Regions from separate parts of the Mus musculus genome. Here regions 1, 2, 3, 4 and 6 are each linked to region 5. A link is a contact called in public HiChIP or PLAC-seq and promoter capture Hi-C data. All regions are on one chromosome and are shown on one strand. The core of a region is the stretch at or near the end of the contact, and the rest is flanking DNA. Distances in the headings are between cores, read along the strand shown. Region 1 holds the start of Jpt2 (Jupiter microtubule associated homolog 2). Region 2 holds the start of Ilrun (inflammation and lipid regulator with UBA-like and NBR1-like domains). Region 3 holds the start of Tead3 (TEA domain family member 3). Region 4 holds the start of E230001N04Rik (a long non-coding RNA gene). Region 5 holds the start of Crebrf (CREB3 regulatory factor). Region 6 holds the start of Cramp1l (cramped chromatin regulator homolog 1).

Region 1 (2,700 bases), core at 169-2,668, 1.8 Mb after region 5:
ATCTTTTTAAAAGATGGGGAACCTGTATCTTTGGTGCTTGGCATGGATTGTGTCCTAGAGAAGATGCTCAGGCGAGCTGAAGTCCATAGATCCTGTCGGGCATAGTACTTGCTCAGGGAGTGGGACTTTGGGACATTTCATCTGTTGGTCAACCTTTTTTCCTACCCTCCTCTTCTTTTTCATTCCTTGTGATAGCCTCTGCTAGGGGAGGTGTCATTCAGTTCAATAGCATTTTTAACCAAACCATATTATTAGAAATGGTCAAAATAAGTTTAGAAGGAAATTGTTTTATGTACTTTAAAAACAAATCTCCCAGATGCATTCATGAGGAAATACCGTACTTTGTCTTAATTTAAAAAAAAAAAAAAAACACTTTAAAAAAGGAAAGAAACCCACAGTATACCTTTCCCAGAGGCTAGCCTGGTGTGGTCAGTCCAGTTTTGGAAGCACTGCCCCAGCCAGACCCTTATTCTTTCGTAAGATCACTGGCTGGAGGGGTGCCCCCAGCAGGCAGAGCTCAGTGCTGTTTGCTTTGATAATCGTTAAGCCATATCATCTGAGGTTTCCGGCTTGAGATGTGAATTTGTTTTATAGACTATAAATATACAGTGTATGTATAAAGCAGAATGCCTGTCCTTCTGATTATTTTTTGTACCATATTGTAAATTACATTATTTATTCTTTACCAATTTTTTGGGAATAAAAGGTGTTTTGGTTATTTAATAAACAAGAACTGTTAAAACTTCGGCTAAAATTTCCAGTTCGGCTTGTAAATGTTTTTATTGTGCATAAATACATACTAATACTTCATCTAATGTCTGTCTTTTGTGCCTGCTTTCAAAGCCAGTATGCTTAGGGTATTCCAACAGGCACAGTGTAATGAGATGAGCTCTAAGGCCTGGAGGTGCCCTGGAGGTGAGGGTGAGCAAACAGGTAGGCATCAGAGATTCAGCGATTGAGTGACCGCTGAATGCGGAATTCATTACAGAATTCGCTGCTTCTGTTATGGGTATGTTGTGCGCTTCCATGAACCTTTCCTCCCGAAGGTGCTGTAACCCCAAAGAAGCCTTCCGCTACCACCGGCCAGAAACTTCCTAGTGCCATCCAGCCCGGGATAGGTCGGCCAGAAAATGCGGATTCGCATGCGGAGGCGTGTTGGCTGGGGGTGGGGCGAGCTGTGAACCAATGCCCACGCCTGAGGCCATGAGAGGCGCCCCCTGCAGCCAATCGGCTGTAAGCGCGATGCGGGCCTCCAAGCCTCCCTCTCCTTGGGGGCGGGAGGGAGGAGTGGGGCACGACTCTACGATAGGCTGCAGAGACATGATTGGCGCGAGAGGCGTCCAACTGGCTTGGGCGGGTCAGGGTACCTGCGCGGGACCAAGCGGGAACCGCCGCGCGGCGGCTGTGAAAGCGCGGGGCGGCGGCCGACATGTTCCAGGGCGCGGACAGCCAAGCTGGCAAGTCGGGTTCCAGGTGCGCGGACCGGTGCTGGGGCCCGGGTGGGCGCATAGCCGCAGCCACGTGGCGGGCGGGAGACCCTACAAGTGCGGTGGGTGTGGCGCGGGGCTCCCCTGAGGATACTGTGCGCGCTCTCCCGCAGGGCCTTGCAGGAAGGCTGTGGGGTTAGAGCGGAGTGGAGACCGGGCGGCGGGATTAAGACACGTGGCTCTCCTGAAGTGCTTGCTCAGGACAGACGCTAGCCGGGCGCTCCGAGCTGTTTGCCGCTTCCTGAGCCCTTCCCTTGTCCAGTTTGGTTGGTCATGACGACCTTTGAATGTGGCTGAGTAGCGGCAGCGTTCTCAGACCCAACCCACGACCAGGTGTTTGTTGGATGCACTACTGACTGCTACACCCTGGGCGGGGACCTTCCCTACACAGTTTCCTCTAGGCTTTCTGTCTGATCTGCTTTGAGTTGATCAAATGAAACTGGTGTTCGAATGACTTTACGAGCTCCAGGAATTAATTGTTGAATAGGCGTCCATGGAGAGGATTTTAGGAAAAGGAGGAAATCCCCATTTGAGTTGATAAAATGAAACTGGTGTTCGAATGACTTTACGAGCTCCAGGAGTTAATTGTTGAGTAGGCGTCCATGGAGAGGAATTTAGGAAAAGGAGGAAATACCCACTTGATAGCGGGATGAGGGGGAAAGGGGAGCTACCTTAACTGGATAATGAAGCGCAATTGGAAGCCTCAGTCTGGGCCATATTAGATAGAAAGCGTGCTTTGGATGGCAACTTAGGCAGGTTGGAGAAGATAGCAGCACATAGTCCGACTGATTGCTACAAAGCCTGAGTCTGTAAGGTCTGTCTGTACTCCAGGGTTTCCTTTCGTCTAACCCTGTCTTTTGTCTCCTCAGCAGAGGGATTTTCTTGTGCTGGAGATGTTTGAACTGTAAAAGCGTTATGGTATTACTGTCATTCATCCACAAAAATTACTAACCATGAAGAACACGTCACCCCCCACCCGGTCTATTTCTCATGGCTTTGTCCCAGATTTTCTCATTAGTTCCTAGTTCTTATGAAACTCATCATTCCAGGGAGGCCTGGGAGCGCTGACAACCGTCGATATTTTCTTTCTCTCCAGTGCCATAGTTCATTTGAACTCTGGCTTTTCATCTTTGCCTATATCCCTTATATTTTCTCGATAACTTGAGTATTTCTACTGAAACATTTAAAGGGTACTACAAAAGGAAAAAGTAAT
Region 2 (2,700 bases), core at 43-2,542, 1.1 Mb before region 5:
GCAATAACTGCATTTGCTCAAGGTTCTGCTCTGAAATTTGGATATGATAACAATCACCAGGCGATTTTGAGCCTCCTCCCAGGCCCACTGACTTCAGTTGAGTCTCTTTTCAGAAGTAGTTGTGACAGTAGTTATCCCAGCAAGTAGGGGTAGGAGGATGAGATCAAAGGCAACTCCAGGAAGAAAGCCCGCCTCTGCCTCTTGAGTGCTGGGGTGGTTTATTTTTTAAAGGCAGGGTCTAGAGTATCTCTGGCTGGCATCAAACACACAGAAATTTGCCTGCCTCCCCAGTGCCGCCACCCTTGGCTGTCAGCCAGGCCTTATATGCAAGAGCGAAGTATCTCTGCTCTCAGGAACCCAGGTCTTCATACCTTCGGGGAAACAGCTTAAGCCAAGTCCCCAGTTGCCCAGTTTCTTACCCACCCCCATCCCTGTACCTAGTCATATCTAACAGGTGACACTGAGAAAATACTTGGTGACAGAACGGGCAGATGAGTCTCTCCACAGCTGAGCTTCTTAATCCTTCAGCTTCAAATGGAGCCTCACATTAGTAGATACACTGGATACTGTCTACAGTCATTTTTTTGGTCGTGGATTTTAGAGACAGAACAAGATTTGCTAAATTCTAGGGTATTGACCTTTCTTTGCAGAGGATCGGTTCCTCTGACCTGTAACTGGTGCTTGCATTAGGCTGCCTTTATTTTCTGGAAACGTAATGCTAAGGTTGCATAGTAACATAGGCAGTCATGAGAAACTCAGGTCAGAATCCAGAGACTAAGCGTGCACCGCCGCGACCTTGGGAAAATGTCTGTTTGAATACTAAGTCCCCTGAGAGCGGAGCAGCAAGAGTCCGCTCTGTGCTGCCCTTTGCCCTTTGCCCCAGTCCCAGCCTCTGTTCCTGTGGCGACTTCGGGTTCCCAGCCTGAGCATGGGTGGGGTCGCTCGTCTCCGAAGCACCTCTCAGACTCGTGACTCCTCCCACGCAGTGTGGGGACTCAGGCGAGGACAGAGACCCGCCCAGTATCCGCTCTTTCCGGCTTCCCGTTTCCTGCCCCCTCCGCTCTGTCGCGGTGAGGTCACGCGAGAGACGTCACCGAGTTATGACGTCACTGAAGGCGGGCTTTCGGGAGAGGAAGGGGCGGGGTCCGAGCGGCCCCGCGCGTGCGCGTTGGGCGCGGCCCGGGAGGAGGCGGAGGCGGCGGTGCTGCGAACCGCGGCGGCAGCAGCGGCGGCGGCGGAGGCGGGCGCTGGGGGGGGTGGGAGGGGGGGGAGCGCGAGCCCCAGAGCCAGCGAGAGAGGAGCGAGCGGTGCGGTGCGGCGCGGCTCGGCGCGGCGCGCGCAGCCCATGAGGCGGTGAGAGGCCTGGGGCCTGTCTCGGAGCAGTGCGCGCGGCGCCGGCCAGCAGCGGGCCGCCCTTCGTGGGCTCGGGCCCGGGCGCGGCGGCCGCCCGTGGAGAAGCAGGTCGGGGCGGTGGAAGCTGTGCGTCCGGGCCCCCCGCCATGGAGGGCATGGACGTGGACTTGGATCCGGAGCTCATGCAGAAGTTCAGCTGCCTGGGCACCACAGACAAGGACGTGCTCATCTCCGAGTTCCAGCGGCTACTCGGCTTCCAGCTCAACCCGGCCGGCTGCGCCTTCTTCCTGGACATGACCAACTGGTGAGTCCGCCCCACGCGGAGCCAATCCTGCTGGCAGCGGCCTCGCGGCCCCGAGGGCAAAAACACCGGAGCCCGCTCGTGGAGTACTCCCGGGCAGGGCAGGGCCCAGGCCGGGAGGTGGCAGGGAGTCAGAGCCCGAAGAACATGGGAAGAGGGGAGAAGTGGTGAGGTGGAAGCCAGGGGAGTCGATCTGGGGCGAAAAGCGTGTGTTCTGGGAGTAGAAAGCACAGGAAACGAGAGTTGCGAAGTGTTTTCCTTTTAAATAGGTGCGAAGTGTAGGAGCTGAGGATGACAGAACGGTGTGGAAACTCGAGGGAGTGTGTTAGGTGCTGAGGTCGAACTCTGGGCGCGGGAGAGGTCTCGGAGCTGAGAATAGATCTTGTGTCTCTTTGAGGAGATAAGGGCGAAAACGACTTTTGCGGCGGAGGGAACACAAATTATAATCAACTGAGTATGGTGAGAAAGGAAGAGTTGTGCCAGGGAGAAGTGACATCTAATGGAGGCGCCGGAGCGCCAGGCCTGCGACGAGGACTGGGAAAAGTCTTCAGAAAGTGGAGGGAAGCTGATCTTGGAGGCAGGAACTTTGTGAAGACACTGGCGTGCTGGGCAGAGGCTTGGCCTTGGGAACTTTGACGAGCTTACTGATTGGATGGGCTTAGTTGACAGAAAACTGAGAAATGTATAGGTTGGGGGCCAGGGGTTCTGGCTTGTAGTTGGGTTGTACAGGCTGAAGTGGAGCTGTCTCCAGGCACCGACGTGTGTCTTGGTTCTTAGAGCAGCACTTGCTGTTTTTGATAAGCAAGAATACTTTCTCTTGGTCTCCAAGTAGGGATTGTTAAGTTCACTCGGGAATTTAACCATTAGACTGGAGACCATTAGACGGCCTTTGAAAGGCTCTCAGGTGAAGCAACTAATCGGGATTTGAGCAAAAAGCAAGGGGGTGCATGCCCTTTGCCCCGTGTTGAGCGTTCAGTGCCCTGACGTGTGGAATCTTGTTTCTCTTGGCATCCCTTGAACAAACTCCCATTATTTCCATGTCCACC
Region 3 (2,700 bases), core at 35-2,534, 1.6 Mb before region 5:
TCCACATCAAGGAGCAAGACCTCGTTTTGTTGAGGGGTTGCCTGTCGAGATGGGGTCCAAGGTCACCCCACGGTCTGTCTTCACAGCTGACTATATAGTGCTGCAGTTCGGCCGCGTGGCTGAGGACGCCTTCACCCTAGACTACCGGTACCCGCTGTGTGCTCTGCAGGCCTTCGCCATCGCCCTCTCCAGCTTCGACGGGAAGCTGGCCTGCGAGTGACCCCCCACAGCTCCTCAGCGCTGGGAAAGCATTCGGTTGGGGGTGGCAAGGTCCCTCCCCCACAGCTCCCATGGAAGGGCTCACCCCTCTCCGTGACCTCCGGGCATTTCCCCCCTCCACTCCCCCAGCCTGGCACCGGCTGAGGCAGAGGGGATGGAGATGAACATCTGGTCGCCCAAAAGTACTTGCCTCGCCCCCTCCTCCCCAGTCACTTCCTGTCAGAGAGCCGGAGTCAGATGTTCGAGGCCCCTCCGACCCCGCGCTGGGGGGTTTGTAGGGGGTGGGGAGGGGACGATGGTGAAGCAGAGCCAGGGACCCACATCCCCAATAAAGTCACGTCCGAGGCTGAACGCATCGGTAGTTTCTGGATTCATGTGTGTAAACTCAGGTGCCTGCGTTGGCCCCGCGCTCCCGCGTCCCCTTCTGTTCTATGGAACCTCGTCAAGCGCACAGGGTCCGGGCCCCCGACTCTCCGCCAGTAGGGAGGAGAGGGAGGGCCCTAGAGGTAGAGGAAGAGGGAGAAAGGGAGAAATTCGAGAAACAAGCCACTCGGGGAGAACCAGACAAACCGGGTCCGGGCAGGGCGGAGCCAAGTCTGAGGCCCCGGAGTGGGGGGCGGGCTCTGGGCGGGAGGGGAGCTGCAGAGGCCTGGGCTGCCCGGGACCCGAGTAGAAGGGTGGGGAGCCCGAGACCCCGTGCGCGCTCGGGTCATTTGGATGCGGAGGACGCGGCTCCCCAGGACCCTAAACACCTCCAAGGAGTTCAGCCTAGGGGGCAGAGCTCTCCTCTTGGCTCCGCCCCAGACCTGATCCCTCTAGATTCAGCGGAGTACCCACAAGGGGGTTGTGTAGGGGAGGTGGGAACTCTGAGACGACGAGCGAGGAATGGGGTGCGCGGGAGTGTGAATCCACAGCTACGGGCGTTCTTGGGACTGGGTGGTTAGAGAGACAGCAGGCCCCGGCCCGCCTTAGATCACTCCCCCCAAATAGCACCGCCCACCCGTGGGCCCGCCCGCCGTTGGCCCCGCCTACCGGTCCCGCCCCTCCCGCCCGCAGCCCCCACCCCCCGCCCGGCTCCCTCAACACAAACTTTCCGTCCCGCTCGCTCCCTCCTCCGCGCCCAGCACCTCCCGCTCCGGCCGGGCTCATTCCGTACATTCCGGCCATCCCCCTGCCCACGACCCCCCTTCCCGGCCCCCCTCACTACTCCCTCGGGCCCGGCGGAGCGGCCCGGCGGAGCGCCCCCCGGAGCTCGGAGCAGGTAAGCCCGGGGAATGCAACTCGGAGGCCTCGCGCGCAGAGGTGACTGCTCTGCTCGGGTGGCTTCTGGATGGCGGGGACCCGGGACACTCTAGGGGTTCTGAGCTATTGTCCAGCCCGCGCCGGAGCCCAGGACCTGGGTGCCGGGAACTTTGGAGGGAAGGGGGGAGACGCTCTCCGGGAAGCCCCGCCCACCCACCCCACCCCCCCGCGACCCGGAGGCTGGGAAGCCCGGAGTGTCCCGGGTGCCCGGGCCTGGCCCCGCCGTGTGCCGGGGTGTGCGCCCAGAGCCGCGGGCTTGGAAGGCCTGCGCCGGGACTCGTATCCGGGGCGCCCTTTGGACTCCCGAGAGCCCGCGAGCCCCGGGCTCCACGCAGGCCTTAGCCAGGGCGCGCCGGTGTGCGCGCTGCTCGCGGCTGCGCTGGGACCCGGCCCGGGTGTCTGGAAGCCACAGTGTGAGCCCGGAGCGTGTGCGCACCCAAAGGCGTGGGGGGACGCCTGTCCCCTACAGTTCTGCCGCCCGCCTCGGGGCGAGTCCCAGCTCCTTGCTCCAGGAGCCTCGCTCGGGACGCGGCTGGATTTGGGGCCTTCCCCGCACTTCTCCGGAGAACTTGTTAAGGCAATTGTGGGCGACAGGGCTTCCCTTCCCACTCGGGTCCTCTCCATTGTCTGTCACGTCTTTATTCCTGCCTGGGAAGGGAGGCTGGAGCGCTGATGTGGGTCTGTTTTCTAGCCCCAGCAGGCCTTCGGGGCAGTGTCACTTTAGCCCCTACTCTACCCGCCCCCCCCCCCCCCCCCAACAGGGGCCCTGATTGAGGGCTTAGTTTTTTAAAGAGCAAGAGGGAACGAACGAAGCCTAGGGCCGGGCTTCTCAGGGCCTGTGTCCCTCTCTCTGTATCTCGAGCTCTCTCCAGGTAGGGGCAGAACCAAGTCAGGCCTGGACTTGTAGCCTAGCCCGGAGGATGGCGGTGGGGGCTGGACACAGCTTTGAGGGACTGGTGTCCATGGTGGCTCCGTGTATTTGAACTCTCGTAGCCTGGATCTGTACACACAGGGTTTTGCCTCAGTGCTGGGGTCTGGGACACCCCTACACTCACAACCAGCTGCGGGCTGCTGCCAGGAGGGAAAGCAGCTATTAGTTGAAGGTGTAAGGACTATGCCTCTGCCCTTCCTAGTCCCCAGACCTCCTTCTCCTGACACTTGTTAAAGCAGTTGAGGGCA
Region 4 (2,700 bases), core at 29-2,528, 1.8 Mb before region 5:
TAGCTCCCTCCACCCCCATATTTTTTTTTAACTTTTTTTTTCCCCAGTCTATGTAGTAGTCCAAGAGCTCGGCCTCAACTAGAGATCTTCTTGCGTCTGCCTCTTGAGTGCTGGGTTCAAAGCCACCATACCTGGCTTCCCCAAGCATGGGTGTCCAAGGCACATGTATGGAGGTCAGAGGGCAATTTATGTAAATCGGTGGCTCTCGCCTTTCACCTTGTGCGACCTGGGGATCGAACTGTGTCGGCAAGCGCCTATCATGACTTCCGAGAGGCCTCTCTCCCGAGCCTTATCAGCTAAGGGATTTGAGTCTTCGCTATTCCCAGTGAAAAGCCCCCTGCGGCCCGACCGATTCCGGTTCTAATCCCAGGAGTGTGAGGGCTTCGAATTCCACAACCAGCTTTTCTGTGTTAGTCCTGAAAGTACTGGCAGCAGGACTGGCTCAGAGAAGGTGCCGATCCTAGCGCTGCGCAGGGGACAGCTCGCCATCAGTGTGCAGCGGAAAAAGCTTGGGGGGTGAGGGGGGCGCCCGTTCCTCACAGCGGATCCCATACTCCCCGCGCTTACCCCTGCCGGGGAACTCGAGCTGAGGGGCCCCTCTGGCAAGCTCATGACCCGCGAAGGCGTGGGGACCAGAAGAAGCAGTACGAAGCGCGGGAGCGGGCAGCGCCCGGGAGGAGGAGCGCGGGGCGGAGCGCATCGCCCAGCTTCCCCCGCGCCCCCGCCTCTCGCATCCGGCGGCGGCACAGGATGTTCTTTCGCTCGGGTCCCCCGCCCCCGCTCTCACTTTCTTCCCCGCTCCCCTCCTCCACACGCGCCGTGAGCCGCGCCCCGAGCCAGCACCTTGCTTAACCCCTTCCCGCCCGCGCCTAGGGCGCGCAGCGAGTCTGGGGTGCCCGGGTAGGCGCAGGACTGCGCCCACCAGGACAACGTCGAGGGTGGAGAGTATGGTGGTCTTCCGAGGACCCAAGCCTGCAGTCTCCAGAAGCCCCCTAAATCGCCAGGGGCGGTTCCCGGGGACCCAGGCCCGCACTCTCGCGATCTTACGCTAAATTGCCAAGGGCAAGCGCAAGGTGGGCTCTCTCGTGGGCGCAGACCGGTGTGCTTAGCTATCTCCGGCCTAAGGAACGGGGGAGTACCCAGCAACCTTAACCTCATCTTCCCCTCCAGGTTGTGCTAAGGCGCGGCTCACAACGTTTGAGAGGATGGAGAGAGGCCACACCCCCTCGATTAACGTCACTGTTTCCAAGGCAATCGGAGGCGGGGCTGTAGACAAGCGGACTTTGGGGACTATGGCTTAATAGGGCTCCAGGACAGGGTGCGGCTGGGCTGGGGGCTCGGCGGGGTGGGACGTTTCTGTCTTTGCTTTTTTATTGACTCGCTTGATTTTTGATTCAACAGATATTTATGCTTGGCGCCATTCTTAGGGACTGTTTTTCTCTCACCAAGTCTGCGGTTCACAGGTTGTCACTAAGCCGGGTGGAGTGGCCATGCACCCAGGATATGATCCTGGGATAGATGTAATGCCTTTTTATTAAATTTACTGTAGGGGGCTGGGGCTCATGTGCTATAACGTGCATCTGGAGATATGAGGGCAGGCAATTTGTGGGAGTTGGTTCTCGTCTTCTACCTTGTGAGACCCCAACTCATGTCAGGCTTGGCGGCACCTTTATCCACTGCGCTATGTAATTATTCAGTGTCTCCTTTCTCTTGTCAAGTACCCCAGAGCGAGCACTAATCAGTGAAGACTTGGTTCTCTAATTCATGGAAGGTCTCAGCTATTCAGGGAAGGAGGACAAAGTGTTCCATGCTCACCACGTACCAACTCCTTCCCAGCATTTTAGGTCTTGTGATCTTTGCCCTGTTGTATTTCTGGTGCCTTTTACAGCCTAGGAACTGAGTCTGAGCTCTCAGAGGACCCTAAGCCCGATAGCTAAGTGTTGGAACCAGGACCCTAAGCCAGATAGCTAAGTGTTGGAACCAGGTTGGGACCCAAGCCTGTGGGTATGAAGCCTGGCTTCATTTTTAGACTATAATTAAATGGTATCAAAGAACAATCCTGCCCCTAACCCAGTCATGAAGGAGTTTACAGCCTACAGGGAAACGGGGGTGGGGGGTGGGGGTGGGGTGAGGATACCACAGAACATAATTAAGCAATAAAACCTAGAACAGGTTGGAGGCTGTTTAAAAGGATCAAAATAGAGTTGAGATTGTCAGAGCCTCTCCCGTGGAAGGTGCATTCCCAGGTAGGTCAGGAGGTGGGAGGTGACTGTAGGATCACAGTACCTGTGTGTGTGTGTGTGTGTGTGTGTGAGAGAGAGAGAGAGACAGAGACAGAGACAGAGACAGAGACTGTTCCTGCAAAGAACACCTAACTAGTGGCTCAGCCATACAAAGGCTTTTTTTTTTTTTTTTTTTTTTTTTTGACAAGATCTCTAGCCCAGGCTGATCTCAAATTTTCTATTTAGCCAAGAATAGCCTTAAACATCTGATCTTCCTGCCTCTATCTCCGGAATGCTGGGATAACAGGTGTGTACCTCACATCCCCACCCCACCTCATGGATGGAGGGAGCTGGGGTCTCCTTCATGTTTCTCCATGTTTGGCAAGCATTGTACCAATTTATTCATGTCCACAGCCCCTCCCCTGCGCCTTCTGCCCCTGTCTGTGGCGCTGTACCACAGGAGCAGGTATGTCAGCAG
Region 5 (2,700 bases), core at 37-2,536:
ATTTTCTCTTTGCAATACCCAGAAAAGCAGAAGTTCCTCTGAATGCCTGCCTCTACACGGGAGACCTGGTACAGAAACACACCCCTAACTACAGAAATACCTCCTTAAGGTAGTCTTAAGATTCAGGCCTGCTCAGAAGTAGCAAAACGGTTTGTTTTCTTGGGTTAAAGGTGGGCGATTAAAGGGTTTGGTGGCAGGATCTACCAAGCAGCGGAGAGCCGACCAAGAAGGAGACGCCAGAGACCAAGCTTCATCTAGACCCAGGAACCGCCCCCTGGGAGGCTAGACTGCCCTCGCTACTTCCCTGGCCGCCTCCACTCGGGAGCGGCTGAGCCGGGTCAGGCTCCTCCGGGCATCTTCCGGGTCCCTCCGGGACTCTAGCCCACACCCAGCCCGCCCGGCCCGCGCCCCGCTCGGCTCGGCTCCTCGCCCTTTGCCCCGTCTCCGCCCCGCTCAGTGACAACCCCCGTCCCCAGGCCCGTCCCCTCCCATCTAATATGGCCGCCCTGTCGGACCAACCCCCAGCACAGCCTAACTTACTGGGGGGGAGGGGGGGCGCGGCACCGCCTCCCTGCGCCCATTGGCGCCACGGACCCCGTCTGCCTCCTCCATTGGACAGCACCGGCCGCCACTCGACAGCGAGGGCTCCGCCTCCGGGCTTTTCAAGCTGCTTAGAGAGGACATATAAACAAATCCCGAGAGGGAGGCCCCAGTCCCGCAGCCTCCGGGGAGGGGCCGGGGGGAACAGCAGCCCCACGACGCCCCTGCCCAGAGTTCTCCCGGTCCGCTCCTCCGTCCGGAGCCTTCTGAACACTAGCTGTGCCGGTCTCCCTCACACGCCCCTCTCCTCTCCTCTCCTCCCTCCCGGCCCCTCCCACCCGCTCGCCGCTCTGACAGGCCGGCTGCCGGCAGTCGCGATCCCTGGTTCCCGGGAGCGCAAAGGGCACGGCCCTAACGGGGTCGCCCGCCGGCGCGCGCCCGCCCTTTATATAACCGTCGGCCGCGGGGGCAGCCCGATTCGGCTCGCATCGGCGACCCCGTTCCGCGCGCCCTCGGCCCGGCGGCCCCCGCCCCGCTCTCCCGGAGCCGGGCACCCGCGCCTCTCACCCGCGGTTCTCTGCCGCTGCATCCCGCCCGCCCGTGCGACCGCTCGGCATTCACCTGAGGCTGAAGGCGGTTCAGGCACTGGATCCGGCCGCGCTTACGCGGCCGCGGGCCGTCTCCATGCTGCCTCGGTTTGTTTTGTTTATGTCCTTCCTGACGGGTTCCCGGAAATCGCGTGACTCGCCCCCCTCACGTGGGCCGCGGCGAGGAGGAGGAGGGAGGCGGGGGCCCGCCGCCCCAGGCCAATCGCGAGGCGCCCTGAAGTCTGGCCAATCAGAGGCTCGGCCGGGCTAGCGCCCGTCACGTGACACCAGAGGGGCGGGTTGCTGGGGAAAACCAGGAAGAGAGGGCGGAGCGGGGGCTAGTAGGCTGCTGCTGAGCGTGGGCGTGGGCCGCTGGGGATAGCGAGCAGTAAGCTCGCGTTCGTGCGTGATGTTCTTTTCAGAGGCTTCCATATTCAGTCTGTAGCCTCAGAACTAAGATGAAGGCCAAGGAGTCCAAATGCCCACTTTACAGTTTAACTGAACCACGGGGGATTACAGGAATATTAATTAGTAGGGGGCTGCATCGACATTCTGTTTAGTAAATGACGTTCCTGTTCCCCGATTGAATTGGCCTTCAGTTGTTTGTTCATTCATCAACTCATATTTATTGAGTCTGGATCCCCAGACCCTGAGTCGGCTGCATACATCTTTGGGATAGGACCTGTATTCAGCTGTAGAAACTGCTACTAGATGCTTTATGGACAAGACTGTCTAACCTGTGATAATGTGATGATTTACGCCTCTTAATCCTGTTGATATTTTATCGGATGTGTAGTTTGTGGTAGGTTCATTATCCCAAATAGTTCTCCGAACAGACACATACGATAAGAGAACTATTTAAAAAAAATACAAAAACAAACCTCAGGAGAATTATTGTTCAAGGAAACAACCTACCTAATTATAGCAGCCTGTGTTTCCAGAAATCTCTTTAGACTCTGGACCCTCCTGTCTTAGTCTTCTGGGTGCAGGGTTACTGGTCTGCACCCGCACACACATATGGACACAGAAAAACATACTTTCTTAAGCATAGGAAAAGAAGACTAAAGGACAGAGAAACCTCATCAGATTCCCTTCAAATAACAGTTTTCCCTTGGGAGTACTCGGGGTTTCAAAGCAGGCGAGGATGTAGGAAGGGGGTATTGTGATTGACCCCTGTGATCTCAGCACTGGAGATAAGGAAGCAGGAAGATTGAAGTGTGTTCTTAGCTACACTGAATTGCATGCCCGGATAAGACCAAGTCTCAAAGTAACCTTCCGCTCCCCGCCAAATTAAGACTCCCCCTCCCCCATGCACAAAGACTCAGGCAAGTGGTAGATCAGTGGTTCTCAACCTTCCTAAAGTTCCTTATGTTGTGGTGACCCCAACCATAAAATTATTTTCATTGCTACTTCAAAACAATAATTCGGCTACTGTTATAAATCGTAATATAATGTGTTTTCTGATAGGCTTAGACTACCCCTGTGAAAGGGTCATTGGACCTCCAAAGGGGTCACAATCCACAGGTTGAGAACCATTGTGGTAGCGTCTCACTATCACCATCATGGTCTGGGA
Region 6 (2,700 bases), core at 74-2,573, 1.7 Mb after region 5:
ATCGGATGGGGAGGCGCGGCTCGAGAGCTTCTCTGGAACGTTCTGAGTACCGGACACCGCCCCGGCGCGTGGCGCGTTGATGCCTCGAGAGACCGCTGCAAGCGGTACTCAGCAGAGGCTTGCAGCAGCTAGGCACAGGGTTCCCTGGGTGACCGTGTGCACTTTAGCCAGTGTTAGCCAACGGCGAGTGTCGCTGAAGAGCAGGCGCAGTAGCACGGTCCACGCCAATGAGCCAAGGGGATAACCAGAGGCGGGGACCTCCTGCAAACTGGGATACTTTTTTCAAACGCCACATGCATAAGCATTAGAGTTTTAAAAACACATTTCCTTATCGCTTCGAATAGGAAAAGTGTTAGTGGACTATGCTACGATACATTTATGGTCTTAAACCTGTTTTCAAAGTGCAAAGTCCCCACCCGAGTTCCCGCGCGCTTCAAGACGCCCCGCTGAGGCGGTGATTTCTTCTCACGCATCCGTCAACATAGTCTCAGCCAATCACAGCCAGCACGCTGATCCTATTGGCTGTCGGTTGGCCAATCGGAAAAGACGCATGATCCGCAAGGGCGCGAGGTTGCCGTCACAACACGCCCCACGTTGCGGGCCCGCCCCTGTACATCGTGCGGGCGCGCGCACGTAACGCCTGCTGACCAATGGCAGCCTAGCTGGTTGGGCGCGCCCGCAGAAAAGCTGGACGTGCTCGTCTTTTTTGCGGGACGTTCGCCCCTCCCCGCTCCGGCGCCGACTTCAGGTCCCCGGCGGCCGCCGTAGCCGGAACTGTTTAGAGCGCGGCGTCCCGGGTGTGGGAGGGCGAGTGGCGGCTGCACCGGTGCCGTCAGCCCTGTTAGCCGCGCGCCAGTCCACGGAGAGGTCTTGCGAAGGGGAACAGTGCTTGGTGACCGCGCCTGACACCTGACCACCAGCCCGGCGTCGCGGCTTCGCCGCAGCCGGAGCTGCCGGGCCCGGTCGGTTCTGCGGAGGCCCGGGATCCGGGAGCCAGGCTGCCGGGAAGCGTGGATGAAAAAGGTGACCGTAGGCTGCACTTGGGAGCCTTCGGGATCCGCGGAGGGGCCGCGGTATTCGTGGGCTGCGCCGCGTGCAGCCAGCGGTCAGCTCCTCAGGAAGGTGCGAGCTTCTCCCACCCGAAATGGGACAAAGGGTGTGGAGCCGGGACGAGGCCCACAGTGCCCGCGCCTCCCACGGTCAGGAAGTGACGGGTTTCGGTGACGGACTCCTATGGAGTCCACCGCCTCTGGGGAACGACCGGAATGTGCCTGGGGACAGGGCCCAGCGCGCCGGCGAGTGGGTCCTGTTGGATTGATGCATTTTGCTTGGTGCTGTTGGCAGTGCTGGTTCTGGGAATGGGTTTCGCTCCCTAGCACAATGACAGGGTTTTGGGAACCGTGGTGAGGGGGTTAAAAGTGAATAGGTTCGAAGTCTTGTGCCATAAAATCATTTAGCGTGGGGTTGTGTCTTGTGTGGTTCTGTGCCAGGGTTTTCTTAAGGTAGTATTTGAAAGATCAGTGCCAAACAGGAAAATTGCACACCGTTTTTGGCAGCACCATTTTATGGTGTTACTTCGAGTTTTACATCTCTGTCTTTACCTTCAGTCTGTTTCTTTGTTATCATTGGTACCTTGCTCTGTCTGCTTTTCTTTTTAAGTGGAATGTTTTCAACAGTTATGTTGGACCTAGCGTCTGCTAAAGAACGGAGTGTTTCTCTGTCCTGCTTCATCATGTACACAGCCTGTCTTAAGATGTTGGAATGTACCTGAACTTTAGTTTATTCTGAGTATAATTTCTCCTAGCTACAGATAATTATTATTTTGCTTATCGATATCTTATGACAGTGGTAGAAGTTAAAGCAAGAATTTTGTTGTTTCCAGAATTGTTTACATAGTTCAGTTCCTATTCTTAAGATCCGACTGGAACATAACAGTGTTTGCTGTCACTTTTCCGGTGTTCTCTAACCTGTTCTATGCAACAGGCTTTGTTGAATGAGAGGTGTAGTCGGGCCATCTCCCTCCTGGGAAGGTTTCCGGAGTGCAGAGTCTCTCTCTTGCATGCCAGCTTTGGAGGGAGCGGCAGTTTTGGCCTATGGAGCACTAGGGGCTCGGAGGGCAGCGCGGGCCGTTGCAATAGGCAGGTGCGCGGCTTGATCGCGCGTGGCTCGGGAGCAGAGGGGAGGCACGGGCAGTGCGGGGAGCGAGGCGGGATCAAGCTGGGGGCCATGAGCTGCGGCTCCTTGGGTTAGGTGGTGGCGGGACGGCGGTACTGCGGGACCCAAAGCGCAGAGGCCAGGTCATGCTGCCGTGCCTTCCGTGGCTCCGGGCTGTGTTGGTCTACCTGGGTTAGGGGCATCCAAGGGCGGGGCGGGGTCCCGGTCCGGTCGGGCTCAGCACTCTGTGGGCCCTCGGGCGGGCGGCGGGCGGCGGGCGGCGCTGGAACAAACAACGGCCGCCATGTTGGGAGGCCGGCGGTAAACTTCTGCCTGCCGCCCGCCTCACCGCTCCTCGTCTCTCTCGCCGCAGGATGACAGTGAAGTTGGGCGACGCCGGCAGCGGGGAGGAAGGGCTCAAGAAGCTGGGCAAGCGGACGGCCGATGAGGAGTCGCTGGACGGAGAGGGGCCCGGCGGCGCGGACGCGGCGGACAGCAGCAGCACAAAGAGGGACGGGCAGACCCCTCGGGCCTCCGGAGCCCCCG

What was found. Promoter capture Hi-C pulls out the DNA fragments that hold promoters and counts their contacts. HiChIP or PLAC-seq counts read pairs in DNA pulled down with a chosen protein or histone mark. Capture Hi-C pulls out chosen DNA fragments and counts their contacts.
Region 1: a contact with region 5 is called in a promoter capture Hi-C map of pre-B cells, with 4 times the contacts expected there. The contact joins the promoter of Jpt2 here to the promoter of Crebrf in region 5. A contact is called at or near these places in 2 of 39 promoter capture datasets (liver and pre-B cells).
Region 2: a contact with region 5 is called in a promoter capture Hi-C map of liver, with 2.3 times the contacts expected there. The contact joins the promoter of Ilrun here to the promoter of Crebrf in region 5. A contact is called at or near these places in 1 of 39 promoter capture datasets (the C10 cell line), 2 of 115 datasets of contacts at active chromatin or transcription factors (astrocytes and thymic regulatory T cells) and 1 of 9 other capture datasets (liver).
Region 3: a promoter capture Hi-C map of pre-B cells shows a contact between it and region 5, with 2.2 times the contacts expected there. The contact joins the promoter of Tead3 here to the promoter of Crebrf in region 5. A contact is called at or near these places in 1 of 39 promoter capture datasets (pre-B cells) and 1 of 115 datasets of contacts at active chromatin or transcription factors (pancreatic cancer cells).
Region 4: a contact with region 5 is called in an HNF4G HiChIP or PLAC-seq map of pancreatic cancer cells. The contact joins the promoter of E230001N04Rik here to the promoter of Crebrf in region 5. A contact is called at or near these places in 1 of 39 promoter capture datasets (pre-B cells) and 1 of 115 datasets of contacts at active chromatin or transcription factors (pancreatic cancer cells).
Region 6: a contact with region 5 is called in a promoter capture Hi-C map of liver, with 4 times the contacts expected there. The contact joins the promoter of Cramp1l here to the promoter of Crebrf in region 5. A contact is called at or near these places in 1 of 39 promoter capture datasets (liver) and 3 of 9 other capture datasets (adipose tissue, liver and macrophages).

Annotation. Positions count from the first base shown.
Region 1 is chr17:24,959,341-24,962,040 of GRCm38.p6, reverse strand. It overlaps Jpt2 (Jupiter microtubule associated homolog 2), which reads left to right and starts at 1,418. Exons shown (of 5, transcript NM_198937.2): 1 at 1,418-1,473. The coding sequence starts at 1,430. It overlaps Cramp1l (cramped chromatin regulator homolog 1), which reads left to right. Exons shown (of 21, transcript NM_020608.3): 21 at 1-815.
Region 2 is chr17:27,819,134-27,821,833 of GRCm38.p6, reverse strand. It overlaps Ilrun (inflammation and lipid regulator with UBA-like and NBR1-like domains), which reads left to right and starts at 1,292. Exons shown (of 5, transcript NM_001033279.3): 1 at 1,292-1,657. The coding sequence starts at 1,500.
Region 3 is chr17:28,349,389-28,352,088 of GRCm38.p6, reverse strand. Tead3 (TEA domain family member 3) reads left to right here and starts at 1,284. Exons shown (of 13, transcript NM_011566.4): 1 at 1,284-1,480. Tulp1 (tubby like protein 1) reads left to right here. Exons shown (of 15, transcript NM_021478.2): 15 at 87-574. The coding sequence ends at 220.
Region 4 is chr17:28,521,234-28,523,933 of GRCm38.p6, reverse strand. It overlaps E230001N04Rik (a long non-coding RNA gene), which reads right to left and starts at 1,278. Exons shown (of 2, transcript XR_385504.4): 1 at 568-1,278.
Region 5 is chr17:26,714,236-26,716,935 of GRCm38.p6, reverse strand. It overlaps Crebrf (CREB3 regulatory factor), which reads right to left and starts at 1,286. Exons shown (of 9, transcript NM_029870.2): 1 at 1,162-1,286.
Region 6 is chr17:25,013,853-25,016,552 of GRCm38.p6, reverse strand. It overlaps Cramp1l (cramped chromatin regulator homolog 1), which reads left to right and starts at 1,323. Exons shown (of 21, transcript NM_020608.3): 1 at 1,323-1,426; 2 at 2,528-2,700. The coding sequence starts at 2,529. It overlaps Ift140 (intraflagellar transport 140), which reads right to left and starts at 467. Exons shown (of 30, transcript NM_134126.3): 1 at 1-467.